2 separate regions of the Zea mays genome follow, and region 2 is linked to region 1. A link is a contact called in public Hi-C data. All regions are on one chromosome and are shown on one strand. The core of a region is the stretch at or near the end of the contact, and the rest is flanking DNA. Distances in the headings are between cores, read along the strand shown. Region 1 holds the start of LOC103630344 (autophagy-related protein 18h). Region 2 holds the start of LOC100501929 (resistance to phytophthora 1).

Evidence for each region. A called contact is a pair of places that touch in the nucleus more often than the background predicts.
Region 2: a Hi-C map of leaf shows a contact between it and region 1, with 9 times the contacts expected there. The contact joins the promoter of LOC100501929 here to the promoter of LOC103630344 in region 1. A contact is called at or near these places in 3 of 25 Hi-C or Micro-C datasets (ear, leaf and tassel).

The regions. Positions count from the first base shown.
Region 1 is chr6:156,780,558-156,786,851 of Zm-B73-REFERENCE-NAM-5.0, forward strand. LOC103630344 (autophagy-related protein 18h) reads right to left here and starts at 2,820. Exons shown (of 9, transcript XM_008651404.4): 1 at 2,217-2,820; 2 at 251-712; 3 at 1-143. The coding sequence starts at 2,390.
Region 2 is chr6:157,023,481-157,029,774 of Zm-B73-REFERENCE-NAM-5.0, forward strand. LOC100501929 (resistance to phytophthora 1) reads left to right here and starts at 3,377. Exons shown (of 6, transcript NM_001196567.2): 1 at 3,377-3,660; 2 at 4,426-4,626; 3 at 4,981-5,191. The coding sequence starts at 3,436.

The sequences.
Region 1 (6,294 bases), core at 1,570-4,069:
AAAGGAGTATTTGTGGCATAGGCTAACCATCTGGGGCCAACAGCCATCGGGCCATACCCAATATTTACCCCAGGTGCACCTTGCAAAGGATATGACAAGACGCTGAGCTTGTTCTCAAGAGTAACAGCGTCAAAGCAGTAGATCTGAAATGTAGTAAAATGAGTATTTAGAATTCCTATGCAAGAACATCATTTTTGTCAACTCCAGTTTGCACTACAAAATATAAATGAATGTGCAGAGAGAAACTTACTTGTGCTGCAAGTGCTACAGCAACAATCCTAGGACTGCAGCGAACTAAATATACAGCAGACCGGAATCGAAGAACATGTACATAGGTGTGAGACTTCAAAGAGTAGAAACGGACAACTGTTGGGGTTGAAATGCAATTTACAGCTTGATGCTCACTGTTTGTGTCTCTGATAAGAGCACTTAAGCGACCACCTTGAATCGCACCCAGGCCGTTTGTCTCATCACCAGCAACAACTAGAAGCATGGGATGTGATGCTCTGAATCCTTCAATGCCTTCAGAGCCGACTGGAGTGGGTTGCATTTGTAAAAACGTAACTGGGCCATCATGTTTTGAGACCAATTCACAAACATTTGCAGCATCCTCAACATCAAGCACTTGAAACCCATTTGAATAACCAACAAGCAGGACATGCTTGAATGATGATGGATGAAGCTCTAGTTTATCGAATCCAGCCCACAAAACCTGTTTATAGATGGGTTAACAAGATTGAATTTGTGTATAAATTAGCAGAAATAGACAGTGGCAAACATTTTTCCAATCAAAATTGTTAATAGAAAAACTGAGTTGAGTCAAGCATTAACTAAACTTGGAGAGACAGCATTTTGTTATCCAGGCAAAATTTAAGAACACTGAAGAAAAATCCAGAAGTCAAAAACTGTTGCCAACAATAACATAGGTGACCAATATGAGCACATAAGAATTCTACTGAGCTACTACACAAATGACTTCGCTGTTCACTAAACAGCCATTTAGCCCATTTAAACACTATTTAGACGCCACACAATGGCTACTCGTGTCCATTAATCAGACACTTATCCTGTTTAAGTGCCCATTTAGACCATTTAAACTGTCATTTAGCTCAAATAAAACAGCTAAAACATAGGTGACCAACTCCTTAATGTTTAAGATATGGGTGAACACTGACCTAAACTGTACTCTCCGACCTTTTCACTTCAGAGAAAATGTCCATTCCAGCAATTTACTACCTTCTAAGGGCAAGTTTGGAAGCACGGCAATCTATCCAAAACCCATGTAAATTAAAGACCACAATTCTTTTCCAGCCTAAGATGGAAATTGCTGCTTGGATGACCGGTGAGCTCACTAAAACTACACCTGTTTTGGGCTAAAACCATCAGGGGGAAAAAACATGAATGGAGATCCAGGAAAAAAACGAGAAACATCAGGCTCCTCCAGTGCATCTCGCATGTTTGTCTCAGCAGCTGCGATCGCAGCCCGGTTCCCCGAGTGCCGTCTCAACAATGGCGCCCAGCTCTGCGTCCTTCTGCAGCAGTGCTGTTACCAACATGCTCGCCGAGGCACCTGCCAGGGAGGACGCATCGGCCATGCTGAGCGACAGCGGGAGCAGCGGGTTGGCAGTGGTGTCATCGGACATGGTGAGGAGCATCCCCAGCTATGGGCTCTTGGTGTAAAGGCAAAGTTGTCGGTGTTGGTCCTTGCGGCTTCGAGGTTGTCATTACAGGTGAAAAACAGTATGATGCTTCCAAACATAACCTAACTAGTTAAACTGAATTCATGGTCAACTCACTTAAAGCTGCCTCCATTAATTGCCACTGGAATTTCGGAAGTACAAGAACATAAGATCTAGCTCACTAGATTACTCAACCTCCTACTGCAAAATGGCATTATTGAGTACACGGTTGCAAGGGTAACAATCAACATATTCTAGTAATTTATAACTTTTCCTATCCAGTGGGCAGTGGTTAATGATCAATTCAATTGAAGAGCCAGGAATTGCCACCAGAACGATGAATCGAATGGAATAGAGGAAGTGCGTCCAGGCATTACTCAAACCTACTACTGCAGAATGCTACAATTGAGTATATCATTGCAAGCAAGCACAGCACTGAAGTTAGCAAACCCCAGCGCCCACAGTCATCTGCACTAGCAGCGTAAATAAGAAAAAAGAGATATTTGAAGAAATGGAGGCAGGGGCGGGGCAGTGGACCTGATCCTTCTCGTCCTCTGCCTGGGAGGAGATGGATGCGGCGACGGAGGCGCCGGCCGAGCGCACGCTGGACGCGACGGAGCCGGCGTTGGAGGTCACCGTCTTGAGGCAGGACGATATGATCCGCAGCGAACTCGGCAGCAACCCATTCCTTGCCCCCTTCCCCCGCCTCATCCCTCCCCGCCGCTCCCTCACCTCCTCTCCCTGCCCCAGCCCGGAGACCAGCACAAGCACCCGCTCCGAGTCCAACTTCCCCGCCGCCACCGCTCCTACAACCCCCGCCCCGCAATCCCGCCGCTGCCCATCCACGATCGCCGCCTCCGGGGCTGGCGAAAGCCAGTACCATCCGAGTGCCGCCGCCCCTCACTGCCTCCGATCCCCGCTGCCGCCGCAATCCGCAGACTCAGCTGGCCACCATATCCCTCCTCCCCTCGCACACCTCTTCCTCGCCGCTCGTCGTCCCTTCCCCTCCGACGCCGACCAGAACCGAAATTCAACAACTCCCTGGGCCCTGGCTTCCTTCACCCTTTTCCCTTCTCTCTCCTCGCTGTTGCTTTCGTGTGCCTATCTCCCTCCCTCGCCCTTAAATAATCCCAAGAAATCCCACCCGGTTTGCCTCTCCCCACCCGGCTTCGCGTCCCCGGAGCAAACTCTCTTCCACCCAGGGCCCACTGCCTATCCGCGAGTGCACGAGGCTTTCCTCGGGTGCCCGTGGCGAGGGCACGGGGAGTGAGCTTTGCACGCAAGGGGAATACGAGGGGATAGATCCCTTGCCAAGCGGGTTTCCTCCGCCGCTGCGACCTACTCCTATACGCTGTCCCCGTGAAGTTCGGCGCCCTCTCGGCCCGGGCTTGCCTTCCAAGCCGCGCGCGGCTGCCGAGAAAACTGCGCGGCGCACGGGCCGAATTTTTTTTTTGTATTTTAGCCCTTAAACAGAAGTAAAATCACGTTTAGACCTAAAAAAATTTTAAATACAGTTTTGGCCCCTTAGCTCGGCGACATAGCATGTGGCGCCGAGCTAACACAGCTCGGCGCCACAGCCTATGGCGCCGAGCTGTGACGTGGCAGCAACGGCTAGTTTCGTCCAGGATTGACCTGGCTCTGACGTGGTGGCGGCGCGGCCTCGTAGCTCGGTGCCACAGATCTTGGCGCCGAGCTACGAATTCCTATAAAAACGCCCGCGCGGCTGGCCGAGAGCAGCTCATTTCATCCCATTTTCAAACTTCGCCAAAATTTGATGGATTCAAATATTTGAGTTGGTTCACTTCGTAGACCAAGGTATGATTTCCAACTGATTCGTTTTGTATATTGGGTTGTTAGTTTAATAATTTGTATACACCTATTATATTATCATTTCGATTATTAGTTTGTGTAAACTTATTATAAAGCATAATAGGTACAAGTGATAATTATAATCGTTTATTAGATAAAAGACATGTACCGAGAGGCGTTGTGGCAGAAGAGAGGTCGTCCTCGGGAGTTATATCCGGACGTATCTAGTAAGGATGCTCCTGTTCCTCCTGAACTCCCCGTGCCTGAGAGCACCTAGAGGGGGGGTGAATAGGTGATCCTGTAAAAACTTAACTTATAGCCACAAAAACTTGTTAGAGGTTAGCACAATAATTGCCAAGTGGCTAAAGAGAAGATCTTGCACAATACGACAATCACAGAGAATTCAACACAGAGGAGACACGGTGATTTATCCCGTGGTTCGGCCAAGTACAAAACTTGCCTACTCCACGTTGTGGCGTCCCAACGGACGAGGGTTGCAATCAACCCCTCTCAAGCGGTCCAAAGACCCACTTGAATACCACAGTATTTTGCCTTGCTTATCTTTATCCCACTTGCGAGGAATCTCCACAAATTGGAGTCTCTCGCCCTTACACTTAAGATTCACAAAGAAGCACGGAGTAAGGGAGGGAAGCAACACACACAAATCCACAGCGAAACGCGCACACACACAGCCAAGATTCGAGGTCAAAGACTATCTCACAGTTTCTCACAAGAACAGAGCTCGAATCACTTAGAATCACAAACGGATGCGCAAAGACTGAGTGTGGATGATCAAGTATGCTCAAGAGTTGCTTAGTGTTCTCCTCCATGCGCCTAGGGGTCCCTTTTATAGCCCCAAGGCAGCTAGGAGCCGTTGAGAACAAATCTGGAAGGCCATCTTTGCCTTCTGTCGTCGGGCGCACCGGACAGTCCGGTGCACACCGGACACTGTCCGGTGCCCGATTTATTTCCTTAAACAGCACAGCCGACCGTTGCCGACCGTTGCAGATCTGGCGCACCGGACAGTCCGGTGCACACCGGACAGTCCGGTGCTTCCTTCCGACCGTTGGCCAGACCACGTGTCGCGCGCAGATTCCGCGGCCGACCGTTGGCTCGGCCGACCGTTGACTCACCGGACAGTCCGGTGCACACCGGACAGTCCGGTGAATTTTAGCCGTACGCCGTCAGCAAATTCCCGAGAGCGGGCTCTTCGGCCGAGGGAGCCTGGCGCACCGGACACTGTCCGGTGCACCACCGGACACTGTCCGGTGCACCACCGGACAGTCCGGTGCCCCAGACCGAAACAGTCCCTTGGCTGTACACAGCCAAGTCTTCTCTTATCTTCTTCTATCTGTTTCTAACACTTAGACAAATATATTAGTACACAAAACCAATGTACTAAGACTAAGAAACATACCTTTGTTGTAGATTTGCACTTTGTTCATTCATGGGCATTGGTTCACATCTAAGCACTTGTGTTGACACTTAATCACCAAAATACTTAGAAATGGCCCAAGGGCACATTTCCCTTTCAATCTCCCCCTTTTTGGTGATTTATGCCAACACAACATAAAGCAACTAGAACAAGTGCAAAATCACTTCAAATAAAAACTCAAATTGGTTTTGATTCAATTTTGGCATATATGGATCATCCTTTGCCACCACTTGGTTTGTTTTTGCAAATCAAACTCAAATCTCTATTTCTATGTCAAACACACATGTTGAGGCATAAAGAGAGTCATTCCAAAAGAGATTGATCAAGGATTTTAAAAACTCCCCCTATTTCCCATAATCAACACTTCTCCCCACAAGAAGCCAACTTTTGACAATAGAGACAATAAGAGACAATAAAAGCTTTTGACAAAACAAAAACTCACAAAAACTTTATTCTACTATTTTCAAAATCTCTCAAGTGGTAGCTGATCCATTTATTACTTTGGCCTTTATTTTCTCCCCCTTTGGCATCAAGCACCAAAACGGGATCAATTTTGGCCTTTTAACCCCATTGCCTCACCAAAGTCTTCAATTAAGAGCAAATGGCAATAAGATTTCATGAGATGAACTTGGAATTAGTTACCCTCTCATCGGAGTGCAGTGGAAGTCTTTCATGGTCCAAGTCCACCTTTTCCCTTTCAATCCTCCTTCGAGACTAAATTATCAAACTCAAGCACATGGTTAGTCTCAAAGGGTCAAGTTGTAACACATCTCCCCCTAAACATGTGCATCACTTTGCAACGGACTTGTGAGGTCCAGGGAGTGTTTGTACAACTTGAGCACCATAATAAGCAACAAAATGCAAAAAGGAACATGATCAAAAGCATAAGTACATGTATGCTACAATTCAATCCAGATTCCGCGAATCTATGACATTTAGCTCACTACGCAACTTGCAAAAGGTCTTCTCATCTAGAGGCTTAGTGAAGATATCGGCTAGCTGGTTCTCGGTGCTAACATGAAACACTTCGATATCTCCCTTTTGCTGGTGGTCTCTCAAAAAGTGATGCCGGATGTCTATGTGCTTTGTGCGGCTGTGCTCAACAGGATTCTCCGCCATGCGGATAGCACTCTCATTGTCACATAGGAGTGGGACTTTGCTCAGATTGTAGCCAAAGTCCCGAAGGGTTTGCCTCATCCAAAGTAGTTGCGCGCAACATTGACCTGCGGCAACGTACTCGGCCTCAGCGGTGGATAGGGCAACGGATGTTTGTTTCTTAGAGTTCCATGACACCAGGGACCTTCCTAAGAATTGGCACGTCCCCGATGTACTCTTCCTATCGACCTTACATCCAGCATAGTCGGAATCTGA
Region 2 (6,294 bases), core at 2,127-4,626, 240 kb after region 1:
CCTCAGGCTACTCGGGCTCCACGCCCATTACTGATCAGGGGTTCGAAGGCTGGCCCCCGAAGGGTTCACAGTCGCCTCAGACGCCGAGCGAGGGATGACCAGGGGTACGTTCGATACATAACCAAGGCTCGGGCTGCGCTCCCGAGGTACCCTAGGACATTTCCGAGACCAGCGGGAGCGATCTTGTAACGGAATCCCATCGGAGGGAGGCATCGAGCCCTCGGACCCCGTCGCCAAGGGACCGGGTCCGGCAGATCACCCGCAGGTACTTTTGGGCGTGCCTCTGGGCCCCTAGCCGACCCCCAACGAACGGGGCACGGACGTCCACTCGGATTACCCGCTTGCAGCTCACCGGAGACACCATGTTCGGTGCCCATCGAGGGTAACATGGCGCTCTCCCCCCTCCTCCTTGCGGAAAGGCGACGTAGGGGCGTATGTAAAAAAAGCCGAGTCTGTCCCTGATCGCCCTCTCGCCCTGTGCGGAGGCTCGGGGGCTGCTCTCGCAAACCCGGCTCCGGCCGAACCGTTGACAGCGTCAACATACCAGCCCGAGAACTTGGGCCCCGACCGTGCTCCCGGGCTACGGCCAGTTCGCATGAGGGAACCACCAGACCAGCCGAAGCATTACGCAAGGCGTTAAGACCTCGAAGGAGTGAAACCACTCCTCCGAGGCCTCGGGGGCTACACCCGGCGGGTGCGCTCGCGCGCACCCACCGGAACAAAATGCAACCGAGAAAGACTGGTCCCCTTGCAAAAAAGTGCGAGGAAAGCCTCCAAGCGAGTGCTAACACTCCCTTCGAGGCTCGGGGGCTACTGTCGGGGACCATAATTAGGGGTACCCTCAAGACGCCTAATTCTCAGCTGGTAACCCCCATCAGCATAAAGCTGCAGAGGCCTGATGGGTGCGATTAAGTCAGGGATCAGTCCATACGAGCGACTCGATCACGCCTCGCCCGAGCCTAGCCTCGGGCAAGGGCAGCCGACCCCGAGGGGTTTCCGTCTCGCCCGAGGCCCCCCTTTTTACGACGGACACATCTCCGGCTCGCCCGAGGCCTTGCCTTCGCTAAGAAGCAGCCCTGACTAAATCGCCGCGCCGACCGACCGAGTCGCAGGAGCATTTAACGCAAAGGTAGACTGACACCTTTATCCTGACGCGCGGCCCCCGGCAGAGCCGAAGTGACCGCCGTCACTTCGCCGCTCCACTGACCGGTCTGACAGGAGGACAGCGCCGCTTGCGCCACTCCGACTGCAGTGCCACTTGACAGAGTGAGACTGACAGGCAGTCAGGCCTTGCCAAAGGCGCCATAGGAAACTCCGCTTCGCCCGACCCAGGGCTCGGACTCGGGCTAAGGCCCCGGAAGACGGCGAACTCCGCTCCGCCCGACCCAGGGCTCGGACTCGGGCTAGGCCCCGGAAGACGGCGAACTCCGCTCCGCCCGACCCAGGGCTCGGACTCGGGCTAGGCCCCGGAAGACGACGAACTCCGCTCCGCCCGACCCAGGGCTCGGACTCGGGCTAAGGCCCCGGAAGATGGCGAACTCCGCTCCGCCCGACCCAGGGCTCGGACTCGGGCTAAGGCCCCGGAAGATGGCGAACTCCGCTCCGCCCGACCCAGGGCTCGGACTCGGGCTCAGCCCCAGAAGACGACGAACTCCGCTCCGCCCGACCCAGGGCTCGGACTCGGGCTCAGCCCCAGAAGACGACGAACTCCGCTTCGCCCGACCCCAGGGCTCGGACTCCGCCCTGGCCTCTACCGAACAACCTCCGCCTCGCCCGACCCAGGAGCTCGGGCTCGGGCTCGGCCATGGAAGACAGACTCGACCCCGGCTTCGGAGGAGCCTCCACGTCGCCCGACCTAGGGCACAGGCCCGCCACGTCAACAGGAAGCGCCATCATCACCCTACCCCGAGCCGACTCGGGCCGCAGAGAACAAGACCGGTGTCCCATCTGGCTAGCTCCGCCAGATAGGCAATGATGGCGCCCCGCTAGCCCAGTGACGACGGCGGCTCTCAGCTCCCTTACGGAAGTAGGGGGACGTCAGCAAGGACCCAACCGCTCCGACAGCTGTCCCTCCGCCAGGCTCCGTTGCTCCTCCGACAGCCACGACACCACACCAGCAGGGTGCCAAGATCTCTCCGGCTGCCACATTGGCATGTACTTAGGGCGCTAGCTCTCCCCCGCTAGACACGTAGCACTCTGCTACACCCCCATTGTACACCTGGATCCTCTCCTTACGCCTATAAAAGGAAGGACCAGGGCCTTCTTAGAGAAGGTTGGCCGCACGGGGACGAGGACGGGGCAGGCGCTCTCTTGGGGCCGCTCGCTTCCCTCACCCGTGTGGACGCTTGTAACCCCCTACTGCAAGCGCACCCGACCTGGGCGCGGGACGAACACGAAGGCCACGGGATTCCCACCTCTCTCATGCCCGTCTCCGGCCACCTCGCTTCCCCCCTTCGCGCTCGCCCACGCGCTCGACCCATCTGGGCTGGGGCACGCGGCACACTCACTCGTCGGCTTAGGGACCCCCCGGTCTCGGAACGCCGACAAGAGCCTAAAACATTGGTCTCATATTCTCATATGACCAGATTTCTCACCAAATGACTAAATGGAGCAACTGGCACTCTCTGAATTTGAACCTAGGTGTCTCACTGTCAATGTCTAAATTTGAACCTAGGTGCCTCATTGTCACTAAAAACATGAACATGGGCTAGGCGTTGGCTACTGGAAACCTGAACCTCGGATGGACGCTGGCTGCTGGAGGATGGTGGAGGGAGGAGGGGGCAGAGGAGAGGAGAGGAGAGGCAGGGCACTGGCTGTTAGAGGATGGTGGATGGAGGATGTGGCACTAGCTGGATGCTGGCGTTTACCGCTGGATGACATAGGGTTTTCTATTTTTTTTTGGCTCAAGAAAAGCCCATAAACGAGTAGAACGTATTAAACGCATGTAAAACACTTTAAAACGTGTCGAGGACGCTTAAGCAATGTTAACGGAAGTTCTACACCATTTTGTTAAAACACCAAGACGTTTTAACTCTAAATCACGTTTTGTCGTTTAAACGGCGCTTAAACAACGTTTTAATAAAAATGATTGGGTGGGCATGTGCACACAGGCGAGGCCGGCTGGATATGTCTATTTTGAGTGTATCTCCGGATGCAGCTAAAATCACTTTTTTTGCATCTGCTAATGCTACGCATCTTGAGTATACAATCAAACAGCAACTCAGATAAAGACAACTTATGTGGTGTCTTATAGTTATATGGTGCGGGTAACGGATAGGAATTGCGTCAGGAGCCTCGTCGTCCGGAGCCACAGGCCTGGAGACGTCCTGGATAAGGTGACCAGCCGCTGCGATAGGGGCGCGTGTGAACCCCGTCGCGCCACACGGATGGTATAAGAGTAAAGACAACCTTTTCGCCGAACCCCCCCTCGGAAGGATGGCGGCGGCGGTTTCCAGGGCCATCTGCGTCCAGAAACCGGGCTCCAAATGCAGCAGGGACAGGGAAGCGACCTCCTTCGCCCGCCGAACGGTCGCGGCGCCGAGGCCCCCGCGCGCCAAAGCCGCCGGCGTCATCCGCTCCGACTCCGGCGCGGGACGGGGCCAGCAGTGCTCGCCGCTGAGGGCCGTCGTTGACGCCGCGTCGATACAGACGACCAAAAAGGTATCCCTTGCAGCCCTTAGAAACTGAATTCGCGAGGCAGCCAGCAATAGCCGGGAACATTTTTGATTGGCCGGATACATGTATGTTGCTGTGACTGCTGAGATGAAAATTAACGGACAGGAAACACATAAATAAACGACAGCCAAGCCATCCGTGCGCTCTCCTTGTGGTTTCTGCAGGCTGCAGCAGCTGCCACCCCCGCGCCACATGGACGCACGGTGGACGGTGCTCTGCCTCTCCCGCGAACGCCGTGACCGGGTACTAGCTAGCTTAGCGGAGACGGACGGCCGCGCGCCCGCGGATTTGCGGAAGCTGTGTCGCCGGCCGTGCTGCTATCTATCCCATCGTCTAACAGGCGACCCATCCAGTCAGTGGTCAGTAGGAGAGAGAAGAACTAACTCCAGCGTCCGATCGGGACGCCACTCGCTCGCTCACAAGCAAGACACTAGCTACTCTCAACTACAACAACGCTAGTAAAGCCTAAACACACACACACACACACACACAAGCAAAGCGAGCAACGTACGTTCGTCAGCGCGTCCTTGTGAGTTGTGAAACAGAAAGCGCGCGCTATAGCTATAGCTAACATTATTCTATTATAATTTAGCTAACATTATTCTATTATGATTATTTACTTTAGAAAGGATGAATTCTAAAGTTCAATTATTTATCAAAGGTATTTATTTTGATTTTGATTATTATTATTATTATTATTTTCTCTAAAGATTTTTCTTAAATCACAAGTTAAGATTTTGGTTGTTACAGAGCAAATGGCGCCTCAGTCTCCCGCGCGCAAGCTACAACGGTTCAGGGTCCGGTGCTGCGGCGGCTGAGCCGTCTACCGTGGGAGACACCTTGGAACGGGAGGAGGGCGGCGGCACAGAGGCAGGCGCTTCGGCTGATGAGTCATCCAACCGGAAGCAGCCGCCCCCTGTTGACCCCAAGATTGAGAAGGAGCTCAAGAAGGTTCCTTTGCTTCCTTTGTTCCCTTGGTTTATCAGTCTTTTTTTTTTCTTGGCTAAATTCTATGAACTTACGCGACAAGAGCTACCTTGCAATTTGTAGGCAAAGGAATAATTGGTGTATATGATTTACTATCAGTCTAGATTTGTCTTTCTTTTTTTACGCAGTACGTATTACGTAGTTTAGAACATTTAAAAAAAACGGTCACTCTTCACTACTAATACAGCTAACAAAACTCACCATTGAATCAACCAATTTTACTCACCATTGGATCAACCGATTTTATATGGGTGCAACACAGTTGTAATTCCTTATACTGAATACTGATTGTAGTTATGGTTCATTGTTGAACAACAGGTAGTTCAGAAGACTGCGGCAACCTTTGCACCAAGGGCGTCCACGAAAACAAAGAACCCTGCTGTCCCTGGAAGTACCCTGTACACCGTCTTTGAAGTCCAGGGCTATGTTTCCATGCTGTTGGGCGGAGCACTTTCCTTCAATCTCATATTCCCATCGAATGAGCCAGACATCTGGAGGTTAATGGGAATGTGGTCCATTTGGATGTTCAGTAAGTAAGAATTTTGCAAGTTTTGTTCTTAGTAAGAGCACATCGTTGATATGGTCTACTAGAGCCTGATGTTTATCTTTGTATTGCAGTCCAAAACTGTGCTTTGTTTCCTACACTGGATAATATAAGTGATTGATTTATTGTGTCACTTCTACATAGTTGAGATCTTTATGATATTGGTGCATGTTGTATTTATTGCACCATGATTGTTTGGATGCACATTTATCCATCTAGGAGCAGATTGGAGTGAAATTTAGTTTAACTTTCACTTCGACACATGCGAATTGAGATAAATGCATGTGCATACAAACGAGCCTTAGATGAATTAACGACACATATGACCTATCTACCCATGTATCTCTTGATATTATTATAACTAGCATTTCCATTAAGGACCTATTCGTTCTAATCTCAATCTAAATGAATTGAAGGGGGATGGGAGGGATTTGATCCCTTACAAGTCAAAATAGTGTTTCATCCTCTCCAATACACTTAGATTGGGGATGAAATGAACTAGTCCTAAGTGTTTGTTCTGTTTGGTGTGGAACAAGTCCTAAGGGTTTGTTCTGTTTGGTGGGGACTGAAGGGGAATTGAAACTTGAAACGGTTGACGAGGCTGAAATCTCCAACAAGTCATTCCCTTCAATCCCCCTAAGGGCTTGTTCGGTTATTTTCAATCCATATGAATTGGAGGGGATTGATACGGATTGGGGGAGATTTTGACTTACTAGGGATTGAAATCCCCCTCAATCCATATGGATTGGGATAGAACCGAACAAGCCTTAAGGGTTTGTTCGGAGGAATGCTGTCTGAGGATGATTTCAAATGTGTCCAAGGGTATTGCATAGGCTTCAATGGTGAAGCTTTCATTGTTGATGTTGATTGATGCCTGCCGATTGATCCCCTGGCAGAACAACGGGTCGCATTAGCCACCTTAACATGGCGCCCTAGTGTTGGTTCCAATGTAATCCTGCTGCGCTGGGCTGCTGTGCAGTCAATGAAGTTATGAGTGGAACCTGTATCCAGAAGGGCCAGTAGTTCCTGTCCATTTAAGGCCACCCGCAGTTGCATTGTGTCTTCAGTCCTGATCCCGATGATTGCAT